Linked DNA regions of Sus scrofa: regions 1 and 3 are each linked to region 2. A link is a contact called in public HiChIP or PLAC-seq data. All regions are on one chromosome and are shown on one strand. Each heading gives the region's core, a stretch centred on a gene start, on an enhancer-like site or on the middle of the called end of the contact. The rest is flanking DNA. Distances are from core to core; before and after follow the strand shown. Region 1 overlaps LOC102164628 (a long non-coding RNA gene). Region 2 overlaps NUP107 (nuclear pore complex protein Nup107). Region 3 has its middle 82 kb from the start of MDM1.

Evidence for each region. HiChIP or PLAC-seq counts read pairs in DNA pulled down with a chosen protein or histone mark.
Region 1: a contact with region 2 is called in an H3K27ac HiChIP or PLAC-seq map of alveolar macrophages. The contact joins two enhancer-like sites. A contact is called at or near these places in 1 of 47 Hi-C or Micro-C datasets (alveolar macrophages) and 1 of 2 datasets of contacts at active chromatin or transcription factors (alveolar macrophages).
Region 3: an H3K27ac HiChIP or PLAC-seq map of alveolar macrophages shows a contact between it and region 2. The contact joins two enhancer-like sites. A contact is called at or near these places in 1 of 47 Hi-C or Micro-C datasets (embryonic fibroblasts) and 1 of 2 datasets of contacts at active chromatin or transcription factors (alveolar macrophages).

What each region holds. Positions count from the first base shown.
Region 1 is chr5:32,688,456-32,691,155 of Sscrofa11.1, reverse strand. All of the region lies in intron 2 of LOC102164628 (a long non-coding RNA gene), which reads right to left. The region is part of intron 1 of LOC102164543 (a long non-coding RNA gene); the gene reads left to right. Among named protein-coding and RNA genes, the nearest start is that of MDM1, 16 kb to the right of the region's middle. Within about 2 kb of position 1,310, at least 1 of the 83 cell types and tissues checked has an H3K27ac peak or open chromatin away from gene starts, as enhancers often do. A contact at or near this core is called in alveolar macrophages, where this site is marked.
Region 2 is chr5:33,018,938-33,021,637 of Sscrofa11.1, reverse strand. The region is part of intron 12 of NUP107 (nuclear pore complex protein Nup107); the gene reads right to left. Among named protein-coding and RNA genes, the nearest start is that of SLC35E3, 29 kb to the left of the region's middle. Within about 2 kb of position 1,382, at least 1 of the 83 cell types and tissues checked has an H3K27ac peak or open chromatin away from gene starts, as enhancers often do. A contact at or near this core is called in alveolar macrophages, where this site is marked.
Region 3 is chr5:32,754,402-32,757,101 of Sscrofa11.1, reverse strand. No RefSeq gene overlaps it. Among named protein-coding and RNA genes, the nearest start is that of MDM1, 82 kb to the right of the region's middle. Within about 2 kb of position 1,316, at least 4 of the 83 cell types and tissues checked have an H3K27ac peak or open chromatin away from gene starts, as enhancers often do. A contact at or near this core is called in alveolar macrophages, where this site is marked.

The sequences.
Region 1 (2,700 bases), core at 61-2,560, 330 kb after region 2:
TAGGGCAAAGCAGTTGCCAATTTACAGGGATGCTTACTTCATCACGACTGAAGGTCACGGCTGGCTGAGCTCTCAAAGCCATCCTAGTGGCCTCACTTATAAAAAGAGAGTAAGGAGGTGGAAGGTGGGCCTGGATGTCATTTCAGGTGTCTTCTATGATTCATTTAGAATCAGAGAAAGAAAGGGAAGATGAATTTCATCCTTTTTTTAAAAAAGTGAGTCCTACTTATTCATAACCCAGGAATACAGTGATTTTCCATAACTGAAGTGAGGATGAATCCTATAATTTCTTTTCCTTTGGTATTCCATGTATTTTCTGCAATATAGTCTTCCTAGATTATATTTTGCATTCTTTGACTTATCTCTGTATGTGAAGATTACTCTGCGTTAGTGATCAACCGTAGGCAAGATACTTAAACTCTCAGTGTCTCAGTTTCCATGGTTGTAAAATGGAGTTAATGATAGTGCTACTTCATAAAATTATTGTGAGCATTAAACAAATTAATATGTGTAAAGCTCCTTAGATGAGTACTTGGCATATAGTAGAGTGCATATTATTATTATTACTATTATTTTGTATTATTACCAAGGTTTTCTGAGTCTTTACCATTTACCTACGATTTCCCTTGGTATAGGGCAGGGAAGAGGTGGAGCAGGAACACTGAAGTTTAGGAAACATTACAACCTTCCAGGGTCTTATAATCTAATACACATAAAAATGAATATTTTTGAAACTACATGGAGTAATATGCTACAAAATATGTAATCAGAATCAAATGATGGTTTCGGGTGCTGCAATAACAGAAAGAGTGCTTATTAAATGGGTTTATGCTCTTCAGGGAGAAGGCTGAGTTTGAGCTGGGCTGAAGGACAGGTAGAACTGAGGTGGATGGAGAAAAGGGAGGTGGGTATTCCAGATGAGAACAACATGCAAGAGAGCAGAGAGGCCAGAAAGAATGTGAGATGGTCTCAGGGCAGCAGGAGACAGAGCTGACAAAGCAGGTGAGTGGAAGGAAATAAGACTGCACAGAACAGAACTTCATTATGGAAGTTCTAGAAAGAGAGGTAGAAAGGTATAGGAAGCTCTAGAAAGAGAGAGTAGTTCTCCCTGCTTAGAGGATTCTCCACCTTATGGGAATGAAAACAGAGGAGAACAGCAAGTTTCTGAGTGAAGGACAGAACACCAGCCAGAGACTTTGAAAAGATGTCCAGAGTTTGGGGGTTGGAGGCTGAGTCTATGGAGACTGATGAGGAGGCGGTTGTTTTGGTTGTGTCAGAGGAGATAGAGGCCAGTCTGGAGCATAGCAGAAGGAGGAACAGGAACGAAAAAGATTGAAGTGGCATTTCGAGGAAAAAAACAGGAAAGTTATTAACAAGGCCTATCTGTCCACTGACTGGATAGAGGAAATGAAGTAGAGGGTAAGTCAAAGATTATTCCCTATGTTCAAAACTGTGGGTCTGAGAATTAGAGATACCATGGAAAACTAGAGATACCATAGAAAACTAGAGATACCATAGAAAGCTCCTCATTTGCTCCTCTCCAGTTAAAGGGGGAGAGGAGCAAGTGAGGAGTTTGTCAACGCAGAAATATAGTTGGCAGTGAGAGTATAACCTCCAGTAATGATAGCTCATACTTATTTACTATGTGCCAGGCACTATGTGTTTTACACATAGACACTCACTGAATCCTCACGGAAACGGTTTGAGATAGGCGCTATTATTCTTCTCACTTTATGAGGAACAAGGGGTTAAACGGTGACACGGTTTACACAGTGAGACTGGGATTTAAACCCAAGCCATTTGATTCCAGGGCTTGGGCTAGACCATCACTGGGCTTAGTACTCTCAAGAAGTCCAAACTCTGACAGGAAGTGAAGATGGAAAACAACAGTTGGGAGTCATCAGCACAGAGGTGTTAATTATAGTTAGGGGAACGGATTCGTCTTCCAAAGGAGAAAGCAGGCAGACAGGAGAGCAGATGGCCAAGAACGCATCCTGGGGGAGGCCCACACCGAGGAGTGGAGCACGGCGAATGTGTCGAGCCCCAGGGAGGGGGAACAGATCTGAGAACAGGCTGCAGGCTTGGCCGTGAAAGGACTGGTTTGGAGAGGGACCTGGGCATAGAAATCAGGGTTAAGGGAAAAAAAAAAAAAAAAGTCTCATCAGAGACTAGAGGCGGGGAATAAGTTTTGTCAGGGAAATGAAGAAGAAAAAAGAACAGGATAGTCAAATGAAGGGATTTCTTTTCTTTTTGTTTTTGTTTTTTCCAAAATAAGAGAGAACTATACCTCATGAAGCTAGAGGCAACAGGGAGAATGCAAATGGAAAAGGAAGGGAAAACATATGGGACAATCCTATAGGAGTTTTAAAGGGAGAGAATCAATAGCTTTTACTGTAGCTGTGAGGAGAGGGCTATTGGATTGTCAAGTGTCAGGGTTGGAAATGGTCCTTAAAATCTGGTCATTTGTCTGGCCCTTGAGATAAAAAAGGAGAATAAACTTGACATGCAATTAGCCCCTGCCCTCAAATTCATTTATGTAGCAAAAAAATACATGGTATCTCCACTTTATCTTTTATGCATCTTAATATTAATAAATTCAAATGACTGGCCCCTTATAGTCTGTTTTCCTCACAGAAGCAAGGGTAGTTAACTTTTCTTTTTGGTCTTTTTATGGCCGCACCCATGCCATATGGAGGTTCC
Region 2 (2,700 bases), core at 133-2,632:
GGCAATGCCAGATCCTTAACCCACTGAGCAAGGGCAGGGACCGAACCTGAAACCTCATGGTCCCTAGTCGGATTTGCTAACCACTGAGCCACGACGGGAACTCCAGTACCAGCCATTTTTGACAGAATTACATAATTAATCACAGGATGGTGTAGGCAATTAGTAATGGTATTTCATTTTACCCATATGCATGTCCTTCTGTGGTCTCTGCCCTTCTTTAATTCTGCTAGAGACAAATGGGCTAAAGAAGTTGATGACCCCTGATTTATGTAAAAGCATTACAAAAACATTGTTAGTCTCCATAATGACAGGGTGCTATTACTCATTCAATTTCCTGATGTTGTTTTTTTGTTTGTTTGTTTGTTTTAAAATGGCCACATCCACAGCATATGAAAGTTCCTGGGCCAGGGACTGAATCTGAGCCACAGCTGTGACCCACGCTGCAGCCGTGGCAATGCCGAATCCTTTAACCACTGCTCTGGGCTGGGAATTAAACCTGCATTTCCATAGTGACCTGAGCTGCTGCAGTCAGATTCTTAATCCATTGTGCCATAGTAAGAACTCATGATATTTAAGTTAAATGTAACCAGCCAGATGAGCTTAATACACCAATGAGAAAGATACATGTTTATAGGTGCACTATCTCTTAGCAACCAGTTCTTCCTCATTTAGTTCATATGGTTTGGGTAAGTCATGTGGATTCCATCTCTGAACTCCAGGGTTAGGCATGTCACCTAGTAAGAATCATTCCCAGGACTCTTGCTGGAGATATAAATACTTCTTTTGCTGGGATTGCTAGCTTCTAAGAGAATGTAAGGCTGGAGCTGCTGGTGGCCATCACTGACACAAGTGGCTTCTTGAGAATGACGCCACAGAGAGGAGGGCAGAGTCAACAGCATGGGAGAGACAGTAACCTAATGACACCTTCTGAGCCCCTGGACCTGCTTATAGCCAGATATAACCTCTTTACTTCTCTCTTCCATAAGCCAATCAACCCCTACTCGTAAGTAATTTGAGTTGGGTTTCTATGATTTGAACCTAAAGAATCTGAATACAACCAGTTAAAAGGTATCATACCTCAAATATCACTTTGGATTTATGGCTCTTAAAAATTATGAAAGCTATGTAGCAACACAAAAAAAATTTCAAAAAATGTTGATACGCTATCTAAAAAAGGCAGGACAAAATCTGAATGCAGAACCTAGAAACCATTTTTCTAAGTGAAATTAACCAGACATAAATAAACAAATATTGTATAATTCCACTCATATGAAATGCTAGAATAGGCAAATTCACAGAGAAAAATATTAGAGGTTACCAAATGCTAAGAGAAGGAGGAAATGTGGAATTACTGCGTAATGGTTACAGAGTTTCTGTTTGGGGTGATGAAAGTTTTAGAAACAGTGGTGATGGTTTCACAACACTGTGAATGTAATTAATGTCACTGAAGTTCACACCTGAAAATGGCTAAAATGACAAATTTTGTTATTTATCTTTTATGACAATGGAAAAAAAAAACAACAATAATGTAATATACCAAAACTAATGAACTATTTATTTATTTATTTTTTTTTTTGCTTTTTAGGGCCATGCCCATGGCATATGGAAGTCCCCAGGCTAGGAGTCAAATAGAAGCTACAGATGCTGGCCTACACCACAGTCACAGCAACTCGGGATCCAAGTCACATCTGTGACCTATACCACAGCTCACGGCAATGCCAGATCAACCCACTGAGAGAGGCCAGGGATCAAACCCGAACCCTCATGGATCCTAGTTGGGTTCATTAACCACTGAGCCATGAAGGGAACTCCGAACTATTCACTTTAAATGGGTGAGCTGTACATAGTATTTGAATTACATCTTAATAAAGATGTTAACAAAATCTGAATGTATACTGTGTTAATAATTTTGTTAAAAAGAGGTACAAAAGGGATTATAAGTAAATTTTTAAAAGCCCACTATTTGTGATTACATAAAGGTAGTGGGACCTTGAGAGTTTTGTTTTTGAAGTCTTCCAGTAATGTGACTATAACTATACACATATGTATATATATATATATTTTTTTTTGGTGGTCTTTTTTTGTCTTTTTAGGGCTGCACTCGCAGCATATGGAGGTTCCCAGGCTAGGGGCCCAATCAGAGCTGAAGCCGCCGGCCTACGCCAGAGCCACAGCAACACAGGATCTGAAGCGTGTCTGCGACCTACACCACAGCTCACGGCAATGCTGGATCCTTAACCCACTGAGTAAGGCTAGGGATCAAACCCGCCTCCTCCTGGATGCTGGTCGGGTTCTCTAACTGCTGAGCCGTGACAGGAACTCCTGTTTTCTGTTTTTAAAAGTGCATCCTTGTTTGCCATTTTGTGATTCCTAGTATCCTGCACAGAGAGGCTGGACTTAATAAATGAGTACATGTTACTTCTTTTCTTAATTAAAAAATACGAATGATGTTTAATAATCTAAGAGTTATTACTATAAGAAATTACACGCAATTCCCGTCAGGGCTCAGTGGTAACGAACCCAACTAGTATCTGCGAGGATGCAGGTTCAATCCCTGGCCTCGCTCAGTAGGTTAAGGATCCAGTGTTGCCGTGACTTGTGGTGTAGGTCGTAAACATAGCTCAGATTCCACATTGCTGTGGCTGTGGTGCAGGCTGGCAGCTACAGCCTGAGAACTTCCATGTGCCACAGGTGCGGCCC
Region 3 (2,700 bases), core at 67-2,566, 260 kb after region 2:
TCAGAGAAATCAAGGTCTAGTAGATAGTTGGGGATTTGCTGGATCCCACTAGATACATCCTTACCCTGGGCCCACCAGCCCTACTATGATTTCTCAGATCTGTCATAGTCTCAATCCTTCTAGTCCCTCCTTTTTGTCTTCTAAGTTAAGAAACAGCAAATCAGAAATGCCTTTTCTGTCTCCTTCTATTCTTCTGCTCCCATGTCTCCTCTTTTGTTCATTCCCTCTCACATCTCTTCCACTCCATTCTTAACTGCTGCTTTCAGAATAATAAAATAATAATAACAATGACAATGCTAGCAGCAGTCATAATAACAATGATAGCTAACACTCATTTCATGCTTGCTTTGTGTCAGACACCCACCTAAGTGCTTTATAGATGGGAACTCGTTTACTACTCATAATCGCCCTATGTAGTCAACTATCCTATAATTACTCTGATGGAAGCATTACCTGCTCTTTTTTTCCAACACCTCCAGTCAGAATGAGGAAGACTTGCATATTAGAGAGTCTGGGCTAAATACTTAATCAAATAGAAATGATGATAATATTATGGAACAAACAATTTGCTTTCATAAACCCTGATCTGGAAACAATTGCTAAAGATCATGACCACAAACCTAGAATCAGTAAGCCTGAGTGAGGCTTGGTATGTTGCTATGCTTAGGCTGAATTTCTTGATATATTGCAAAGTTGAGAAGGAAAACATATTATAAAACCTTAGTCTCATGTAAACATCCACCCAGAGAAAATTACTGTAGCATTTGTTGTTTGATCATTGTTTTAATGTTCTGTTCAGTAATTAATTGTTAAAAATTTAAAAAGTAACAATTTTCTCTGGTTATAAAAATAACATCACTTTTTACTCTTAAGATTGTACAATATGCATTCAAACGTAAAAATGAAAACAAAAAATGACCCCAAATCCCATTACTCAAAGATAGGAGCTATTCGCATTTTGGTGAAGTATGAGATAGACCTTCAGACATGTTTTGTTTGGCCTATTTTAGAATGTTTTTCATATAAAAACCTAGGTTTCTATCATCTCTTGATGCTGAAAATATCATGGAGCTCTGACAACACCAAGCCCACATTCCTCCAGGGCAGCAGCTGATGGGAACTGAGGAGCAGCTGCCTTTGGGGCAGGGCAGGGCCTGCATATTTCATCCATCCTAGTCCCCACCACTCCCACTTTTTTCTTACACTCGGTCAGCTTCATTCACTTGTTATTCTCATGCCCTAGGGGGGAGGCATTTGAGTTTTCTCTCTTTTCCTTTAGAAATAATGCTTACTCAACCAACATTTCAGGTCCAAAGCTGTACTCTTTGTGGGTGGTGGCCACAGTGACAAAGAATGATGGGTAGGAGGGGTGGCCTCTTGCTGGAGAAGGTGGGAGAACAAAGTTCTTTGACTTTTGGCTTCTACTCTTTGTCTCCTGGATTTGTTTAAATCTGAAATTTAAACAAGTTCTACATCTAGAGGACTCCTTTCCTTAAACGCCTCCTAAATCTATTCTGTATATTATTTCCATAACTTTGTCCATATTCCCTGAACTAATGAGTGACTTTATTATGCTAAGAAACTACTTCCTCCCTCTTTGCTTTCACACATTGCTAAACACATTGCTAAACAGTGAAGAGAGCCTGGTAAGGCCCAGATCACGTCTCCTTAGATGGTTGGTTTCTCTTTAGGCCGAGGTCTTGGTGTTTGACCTAGCCACAATGATGTTATAAATCTTTCTCTAAGTCATTAAAATTATTTATAAAAATAAATTTAGTGGCTGAACAACATTATAGGATATGTCACATTTTCCTGTCCTTTTTTTTTTTTTTTTTTTTTTTTTTTTTTTTTTTCTCTAATGGGTGAGGTCTCAGTGAGAGGCAGGTCTAGGAGGAAGACATATCCGTTAGGGATTAAGAGAGGAGACAGGAGGCAGTAAGGACAGGGTACCAATTGAGATTCTAGAACTGGTTACTTTAAGAAGCAGAAGTCTACGATGAGAACAAAGTCCAAAAACTAGAGTTCTAAAATCAACAGGGTGGTGACACCTGGGGACTTGTCATAAACCTGCAAGGGGGTCAGGGAGCCGATGACCAAGGAGTGAGGAAGCCGGTGGATGGGAAAGTGAACCCACAGTAACCTCTGAGCAGGGGTTCAGTCATAATTTACATTTTTTGTTTTGTTTTGCTTTTCCTTTTTAGTGAGATTCCCATTCCTTCTAGGTCAATTTAGGAGAGCCGATGCAGGGCATATAATAATTTTTCTATTCTCCTGAAGTTGAACATTTAGGTATTTCCAATTTTTCACTTTCATAAATAATGTGGTAAAATCTCAGTGTATATTTGGGACTATCATTTCAGGATAGATTTGGGAAAATGGAAATACTCATTCTTTTTAAGAATATTGGAATATACTGGCAAAATGTTTCCATAAAGGTTGTTTGCATTTGTTCTCCCATCAATGGTGTTTCTGCTTTGTCCCTTTAAATAAACTTGGCCCACCCACATAAATCTTTTGAATGAAAAGCTGCCACTGCCATCTGTACTTCATATCAGGAATTTCTCTAGGCCACTGGCTTTCAAATTTTTTATGACTCACAGTGAGAAGTAAATCTTACACAGTGACCTGACACATATGAGTATACAATTGAAACAAAAGTTTCACAAAACAATCACTTGCCCTTCTTCTATGTGATGTACT